2 separate regions of the Anser cygnoides genome follow, and region 1 is linked to region 2. Evidence: chromatin contacts called from public Hi-C data. All regions are on one chromosome and are shown on one strand. The core of a region is the stretch at or near the end of the contact, and the rest is flanking DNA. Distances in the headings are between cores, read along the strand shown.

Evidence for each region. A called contact is a pair of places that touch in the nucleus more often than the background predicts.
Region 1: a Hi-C map of liver shows a contact between it and region 2, with 5 times the contacts expected there. The contact joins the promoter of LGALS8 here to the enhancer-like site in region 2. A contact is called at or near these places in 2 of 7 Hi-C or Micro-C datasets (both in liver).

Annotation. Positions count from the first base shown.
Region 1 is chr3:41,918,657-41,922,494 of Taihu_goose_T2T_genome, forward strand. It overlaps LGALS8 (galectin 8), which reads right to left and starts at 2,267. Exons shown (of 10, transcript XM_066994007.1): 1 at 1,993-2,267. EDARADD (EDAR associated via death domain) reads right to left here. Exons shown (of 7, transcript XM_066994011.1): 7 at 3,394-3,838.
Region 2 is chr3:41,882,842-41,886,618 of Taihu_goose_T2T_genome, forward strand. HEATR1 (HEAT repeat containing 1) reads left to right here. Exons shown (of 45, transcript XM_066994000.1): 16 at 1-106; 17 at 598-795; 18 at 1,996-2,179; 19 at 2,472-2,620. Among named protein-coding and RNA genes, the nearest start is that of HEATR1, 15 kb to the left of the region's middle. Within about 2 kb of position 2,275, at least 2 of the 3 cell types and tissues checked have open chromatin away from gene starts, as enhancers often do. A contact at or near this core is called in liver, where this site is marked.

The DNA of each region.
Region 1 (3,838 bases), core at 1,017-3,516, 36 kb after region 2:
GCTTTTTCCAGTTTTATCTTACATACAGATAAGAGATACCAGCCAAAGACACAGCAGGGAAGCACAGAGTGTTTTCTGCTTCTTCCTCCAACACACACAATCCCTGAACTCCACAAATAACTACAGGAGTCTGTAAAACCTGCATTAAATGCACAGACCTAATAAGGAAAGAAAAAAACACCTTATGAGTATATCCAGCTACACTGTAATTTCTTCAAATTTAATTTCTTCAAATCTAATTTCATCAAATCTTCTAACAAAGTGTCCAAAAATCATGGGCCAACTTCAAAACCGCTAGGCAATTATTTCTTGCATATTCTGGAGAAATATCTTATGGTAGCAAGCCAACGGGGTGGTGAAAAGTGGCAGGCAGGGAAAAAGACAAAGGAGACGGTTTTAGTATTGTTGTTGTGTGAAAATTGCTAGCCACATAAAAAGTAAGTAAATAAAAAGTCTGTGACCGATTCCACAGAGACCTGGGATTAACCTTCTGCAATGATTCAGCAGTACAGACCACTGCAACATCTGGCTAATCCTGTGGGAGACTTGGGCCAGTAATTCTCCTTATGATCAGGGTCTAGAGCGCATTTCAGAGAACACAAGGTGTTATATGCCCAGCTTACACCATGCAAATGTTTTGCCCCTTTTGATATGCCCCTTGGGATACCACCATCAATTCACAACAGGAATGTGCCAAGGCAGGCAAATTCCAGTATTTTCATTTTTAAAATTAGGAACTCAAGACCAAAGCAAGCAAGAATTCTGACTACAACATTGACAAGTCTAAGAGCAGACCAAAGAAACAAAACCCAGACCTAAACCCTGTGCCCAGCAGCCTGCTTACAGAGCTTCCCTTGGTGTGCGACTGCGATCGGCACCTTACCGAAAGGGGACCGACAGGACGGCCTCTAGGATCTAGCAGCACATGCCTGAGCTCTTCTGCCCACCCTTGTTGATCCTGGCAGACGAGGGGCAGTGTGGCAAAGCGATTTGTTTGTATGTTTTATGGAAAGGGTCACAGTGACGACGGGAAGCTGCGAGTCAGGCTGTGTTTGGCCACGCAGGTTTTGGGTAAGGAAATGCGGGGTTCTGCTGTAACCTTCTATCACAGAACTGCTGTCAGTGAACATGAGGGAGTCTGATTTTTTGGGCTGTCCTCTGGGGACCCAGGAGTTGGACTCGATGATCCTTGTGGGTCCCCTCCAATTCGGATATTCTTGCAACACTAAGATAAGGTTCCCCAACTACACGTTCAGAACTGAAACAGATACGTATACTGCCCTGATATCTCACACACTGCACAGTTCAGAAGGGAAAAAATAAAAAAAAAGGAAACAGCAAGGACAACTGCTATTACGCTATCGCTCTATGACCCACAGAAAATTTCTTCCTCTTTAAAAGTCCGGCGGGGCTTGATAATTCGGGCTGGATCCCATACTAAGGCAGACATGGCTTCTGGAAGGGAGGGAGGAAAAAAGCGAGCAAGCTACCGCCTGGCGTTTGCAGACAGTCAAACCCTAACCAGCAGTGCCACCGTCCCCCCCCCGGCCAGCAACCCGAGGCTCCAGCCCCCGGAGCCGCGGGGCGACCGGCAGCAGCCTCCCCGGGACCGAAGCCCCAACCCCGGGTCGCTTCCGCCTCGGGGCGCCCCGGGGAGCCCCGTCCTCTCACCACGGACGGACAGACAGACAGACAGACAGACAGACAGACGCGGGGGGACGCCCACCCCTCACCCCCTGCCCGCAGCCCACCCTGGCGCCCGACTCACCCGGCACCTAGCAGCGAGCTGACGCCGCCGGGCTGACGCCGGCCGCGGCCGCCATTTCGCGCCCGCCCCGCGGCGTCACCGGCCGGCGGCCCGGCCCAACGGCTTCCGCCCGCTGCCAGCGCCCGGCCGCGGCGGGGCTGGGGCGGCTCCGGGGGCGGCGCAGCGCCCGGTGTGGCGGTCAGGAGGGTACTCGGGCACAGCAACCCATACCGTAGCACACCCACCTGCTAGGAGCTGCAGGACCGCTGCTGGGAGGACACATCAGGCCGTATCAGAGCCGAAGGACTCGTTCGCATCAAGGGCTCACGTAAAAGATTGCTTGGGGAAGGATGCCTTTCAGTCACACTGGGCTTCGAGCACTGTCTGTAATCGGATGGTAGCAAAAAGCCTGCTTTTATTACTGTCCAAAACTGACGACTTAAAAGATGTCTGAAATGTTGTGAATAACTATTCACTTCTGCTTCAAGGACAGAAGACCGTGACATGCTGTAAAAAAAAATACATTAGTAGGCTGATCTTTAAATTAGTACAAATGTCATGAACTTTCTTGGACCTTGTTTACACAATTCTGCTGTCTGGTAACTTTCAACTATGTCTGACCACACGTCAATAGTGTTACCCTAACTTACACTACTATAAGGCCGAATTTACATTTTTTCCACTTGCTTACAGCTTGACTTGGATCTGTGGGAGGCAGTCAGCTCGAGAGTGAAAAATAAGCAGTCTCTTGCACTCAGTTTCCAGCCTGAACTGCAGCTCTGCTACTCAGTAGTGCTTCAGGAATAAGTGAGTTTTGAGTTTCCATACAAATGCTTCCATGCAAGCGCCCTGGGCCACACTGATTACCCTATCCTTTATGGTGGGCTTCCAAAGGACAGCCCAAAACCCGTAAAAGGCAACTGGATACTGTCAGTCCGATTTTTCAGGGATGCCCCATACACAGTTGGCCTCACAGCAAAATTAAATGCTCGTGGAGCACAGGACTGTACCAATGGTGCTGAAGAACAGTCAGTAAGCTGACTATCTCTTAGATAAAGCTGCAAAAACTAAAGAATAGAGTAGTTTGGACATCTTCATGAAGCTAAAATGGGTGGAAAAGGCCACTGATTATCCTGCAGGCACAGAGATGGCAGCCAAAAAATGGCAATCCATAAAGGAAGAGCAGGGCCAGTGTGGGAATAGAAGAAACATAATGGAACAAAATCGGTAGTCTAGCAGAGCCTTTACAATGTCCACATGATTCTCTAACCTTTGTTATCAGATTAATTATTAACTCAGGAAGAGTCCACCCAGTGTAGGTTCTACACCTCTCTGTAGTTCGTAACTCTATTGCATGTTTTCTAGATAAACGGCCTTGTTCATTGTCTTATCACAATATATTCTTCTTTTTCCCATATGAAAAATAAGTGCGTCTTCCTTTCTTCAACAGCAGTATCTGCTGCAATCATCGGTAATCTAAGAAGCTATGGATCTTGCATATAAGATATTCTTACACAGCACAACTAATTGATAATTAGTTGTCCTATGTAGTAGAGCTATAAGTAGATAAGTAGTTCCAAGGTGGCTGGTGAGAAGGAAAACAGCTGTTTTCCTAGCTGCAAGAAATAAAAACAAATACAATAAAATTGAAAATGGATAATCTATATTTCTTCTAAATGTAGTATACATTACATCAGAAGATATAAGAATACTTAAATTGAACACTCAGACCCAGTATCTTGTAAATAGATACAAAACTAAAAAAAAAAAATGTGTACACCTCAACTCATGCCATACAAAAAGGAAAAAAATATTTCAAGTATACAAATTAGTAATCCAGTGTGTAATGAAGATTAAGGCTAACATTTTCAACCTTCAGTGCTGAATTTACATGGAATCCACATATGAACTCTCAAAAGCAGCTTTGTTTTTATGATGAATCATTGGAACTGATGTTGATTTTTCAAGAGCTTCACAGGATCAGAATTCTTTTCCATTAAACAACAGTGTTGGTTCAAAACCTTACAAATTTAAGCCAGAAAACAGGAAAAGGGGTATTTCAGCAGGACGTCTTGATTCAGAAATGCCACT
Region 2 (3,777 bases), core at 1,025-3,524:
TAAATCTAGCAAGCCTGCAGAACTGATTGGAGCGGTCAACAAGGAAATGATTCTGTTGTTTTCTAAAAATATGACTTCAAGGGACCCTTCCTTATTATTGCAAATGGTATGTGCGCCATGTTTCTCTAACCTTAATTTACAGGTGGTAACTAGTAGAAAAGATGTCAAACTTTATATGTGCTGTTCATAGCATTATTATGTCATTATCAAGCTGCTATGGAAATGTATGCATGTTGCATTTAAGAAAAAAACAGTACAAGAGAGATAAAAGACATTTCTGTTTTAACATAGGAAAAGAAGAAGTGAAGCCATTACCTATTTGGAGAACTTATTGCTGTAACCAAATTGCAGGAATTTTAAGTTTCCTGGGTAAAAAAAATAAAGAAATAAATATACCTGTGGATAGTTCATAGACACAGATGTGTGTGTGTTCCCAGGTTCCAAAGGGTACCATTACAGCAGACAGTAATTTGTTACCAATGATAGAAGGTAATAAGGATTTAATTAGACATGCAGATGAAACACTCTGTAAAGTCATAGCGAAGTCCCACTATCTCACAGACTTTTTGTTGTTATTCCTGCCCTTCCATTTCCAAGGTTGATGATCTGATACGTGTTGCTGAAACAGAATCTGACAACGTGAAACAGAAAGTAACTGCTCATATAATTGGTTCCGTGCTTGTTCAGTGCTGCTGTGATTCACAGATGAAGGAAAGTTATTTTTCAGTGGCTATCAGAGTCTTCCGCTTCTTGGATGAAAAAATACGAAATCTCAAAGCTTGTCATCCTGCAGAGGTGAGATATAAACAGTTAGGAGAAGGTGTTTTCTTTGTAATGGAGAAATGTCTTCCATCAGAGGAAGAGGCAGCTTAGTAGCCTTGAGGAGGACTGAAAATATTGCCGTTGTTTCTTTTCAAAGAGAAGCCGCGCAGTTGGCAAGAGTAATTGAAGTTGCCATTAAGAATTTCTCTTATATTTTACCGCTTTGGTGAGTCCATGTTAAAAAAAATAAGAACTCCAGTGCGTTAGCCTAACACCCCACCAAGTGATTCAGTGTGTCAGTGCTTTGAGCTTGGCACCAAGTTTGGGGCATTTTTGCCAGCTACCTTGTGGTATCAGGTGTTATTGTTGAGCTTAGGAATACCATTTTTTTCAGTTGTTGAGTAAAAGGTTTGATGACTTGTTCAATATGGGAAAGAAGGACATACAACTGAGTATAAAAAAGAGCATATATTAATTTCAGCTTCATGCAAGTCTTTGGAACAATATTGAAAGTGTTGCTCCTGGGTTGTTGGGTTTTGGTATATTGCACAGTTCCATAAGCAGTTGTATTGACATTTGTTGGGAGATGACACAGGTATAAGGAGGAGCCATCAGGCAGGAATGATATTCAGAAGAGTATTGCTGCGTCTTTCGGCTTTTTTTTTTTTTCTTCATGCATATTTCCCATATGGGTTTGTTGTCCTTATTGTTGTTTGTTTATTTAAAAATGTTAAGAGTTCATTTCTTTTCTTGTGTAAGAAACCTAGGTGAGCAGGGCCGTATTTATTTGTGTGCACCTCTTCACATGCATCTGTAGCAATACATGGTAATTAGCTTTTCTTACTTCAGATGATTCCATCAAAGGGTTTTTATATATAAAAGTATCTGAAAGATATGGATTATGTTTCCCAAACAGAGCTAGATGAAAGGATGAAACTGAATGTCCACAGAATGCTCTAACTGCTCATCTCTTTGAAGCGATATTTTAGGTGGAGTTTTATTGTACCCTTTTGTTACTTTGCTTATGTATACTCTTAATCATGGTAGTAAGAGCAGGTATAAATTTTTAAACCTCAGATGCAAGTTTAAATGTAAAATCAGAATTGTAATTCACTTCATAATGATACCTGTTTTGAGGTTAGAAATGTAATATTGCTGAACTTTAGTGCTAGATTCTGCCTTCAGTTGGATGAGATTATGACAATGTATGTTTCAATAAATCTTCATTCGCAGGAAACTCCCTCAAATTGGTCTATTGAAACAACACAGGAAAGTTTGGTGCCAATGGACTTGTTAACTGCATATATAGAAAAGCTCGATAGTGACCAGACTGTTGATGCAGAGGAGTCTGCCATGTTTGTGTTTTTATTGAAAAGTTTTATTCATCACCTTAAACCTCCTTCATCCTTTCCAAAAGGTAAGTGTTAAAGTTTCGAATGTCATCTTTTATACAACAATTTGAAGTTAAGGAAAGTGAGGAGTTTTCGTGTGTTTGTTTGCTTGCTTTAGAGGTTTTGGAAAAAAGCAAACCTTGCTTTCCCAGTCTTCTTCCACTGTTGATATTGTGTGGAGATCTGTAAACATGTCTTGTGAACGTGAAATCAGCAAAATGTATTGTCTTACTTTGAATAAAGGTGTTTATTTTCAATTTGTCCCTGAAGTTTTTCATATGTATCCACCATGACTGATTTGTAACTTTTATTTTTTAGAAGGAACTTGGTGGAATCCTGAATCTTTGAATCAAGATAGCCAAAACTATCTGCACCTCCTTTTGGGGCTGTTTGACCTTCTTGTTTGTGGAGCTAGTGAGGGAGGCAATGTTGTTCAGTACAGAGCACTGATGAATCTCTTACTTAAGGTATTATTTTCATACTTACTTTCTTAATTACTGTTCTGAGTTACTATTCATCAAATGTTATGCAGAAATACAAAATTTTAGAGAAAGGTGAGAAAAATTGAGTATTGATCATGCAACACTGCTTGTGGCATGCTAGTGCTATGAGGAAACATGAGTCTAAGCTTCAACTGGTTAGTTGACCTTAACTGAACATGGTAGGAAACTCAAGTAAAAATCAATAAATGTACCAGTTGAGGCAAAGGTGAATATGCAATGCTGATTTGCAGGACAAAGGTTCAAGAGCTAGAGCTTCTGGTACTACGTAAGAGCAGAGCAAACAGTTTCTCTGAAATTTGTTAGCTTTTAAAATAAAAAAAATAAAGAACTGGTAGAACACAGTGCATGTTTAGAAGAGAGATGAATGAAAAGATGGTAGGAGAGACTACAGAAAGTTTGTGGGATGGGGTTAGTCATGTCTTTAGTATTTAGTGAAGGCAATAGCTGCAGTAATAATTTGCTTCTTTCACTTTTGAAGTACTGCTGATCTCTGATTTTGAGGATGTTTAGTTTGAAAACGATAAGAAAATTATTTTTGCTTGCTCCAGAATAGCTAATATAACTAGAAGCTAGATCTTGGTGGAATCCTAGAAAAGACAATAGGCTAGAGTGTATTAGAAGCTTTATCATTTGTTCCTGCAAGCTATATACAGTCTTCAGGATGCTGAGTGGGCACTCCTGTTTGATGAATAGAGATCTCTTAGGATTCCAAAGAGCATTTTGCAGACAGAAAAAGTGGTAGCTATTGCCAGACCATATAGTAAACAAGTGATTGTTAATTGATTTGGAAGACTATTAGGAGACAATGTAACTGCTTCAAAATCAGAAATTCTCCTCATTAAGCTTTAGACAGGAGCAAAGCTGAGATAATTGGATGTAGATTTGTGAAAAACTAAAATGAATCTTGTGGAGCAGCTACCTGTTGAAGAGGTGGGGGGATGGAGACAGGAGTGGGAGATGCTCTGACCTGTATCTGAGATGGCCTGTGATATGTGTATGATTCAGGGTTTGTTTATTTTGGTTCATGCTCTATTATTGTAATGTCTGTACATCAAATCCAGGACAAATTCTAAAAGTAACATTTAGTGTGAATATTCAACACAGAAAGCTGTGCCACACAG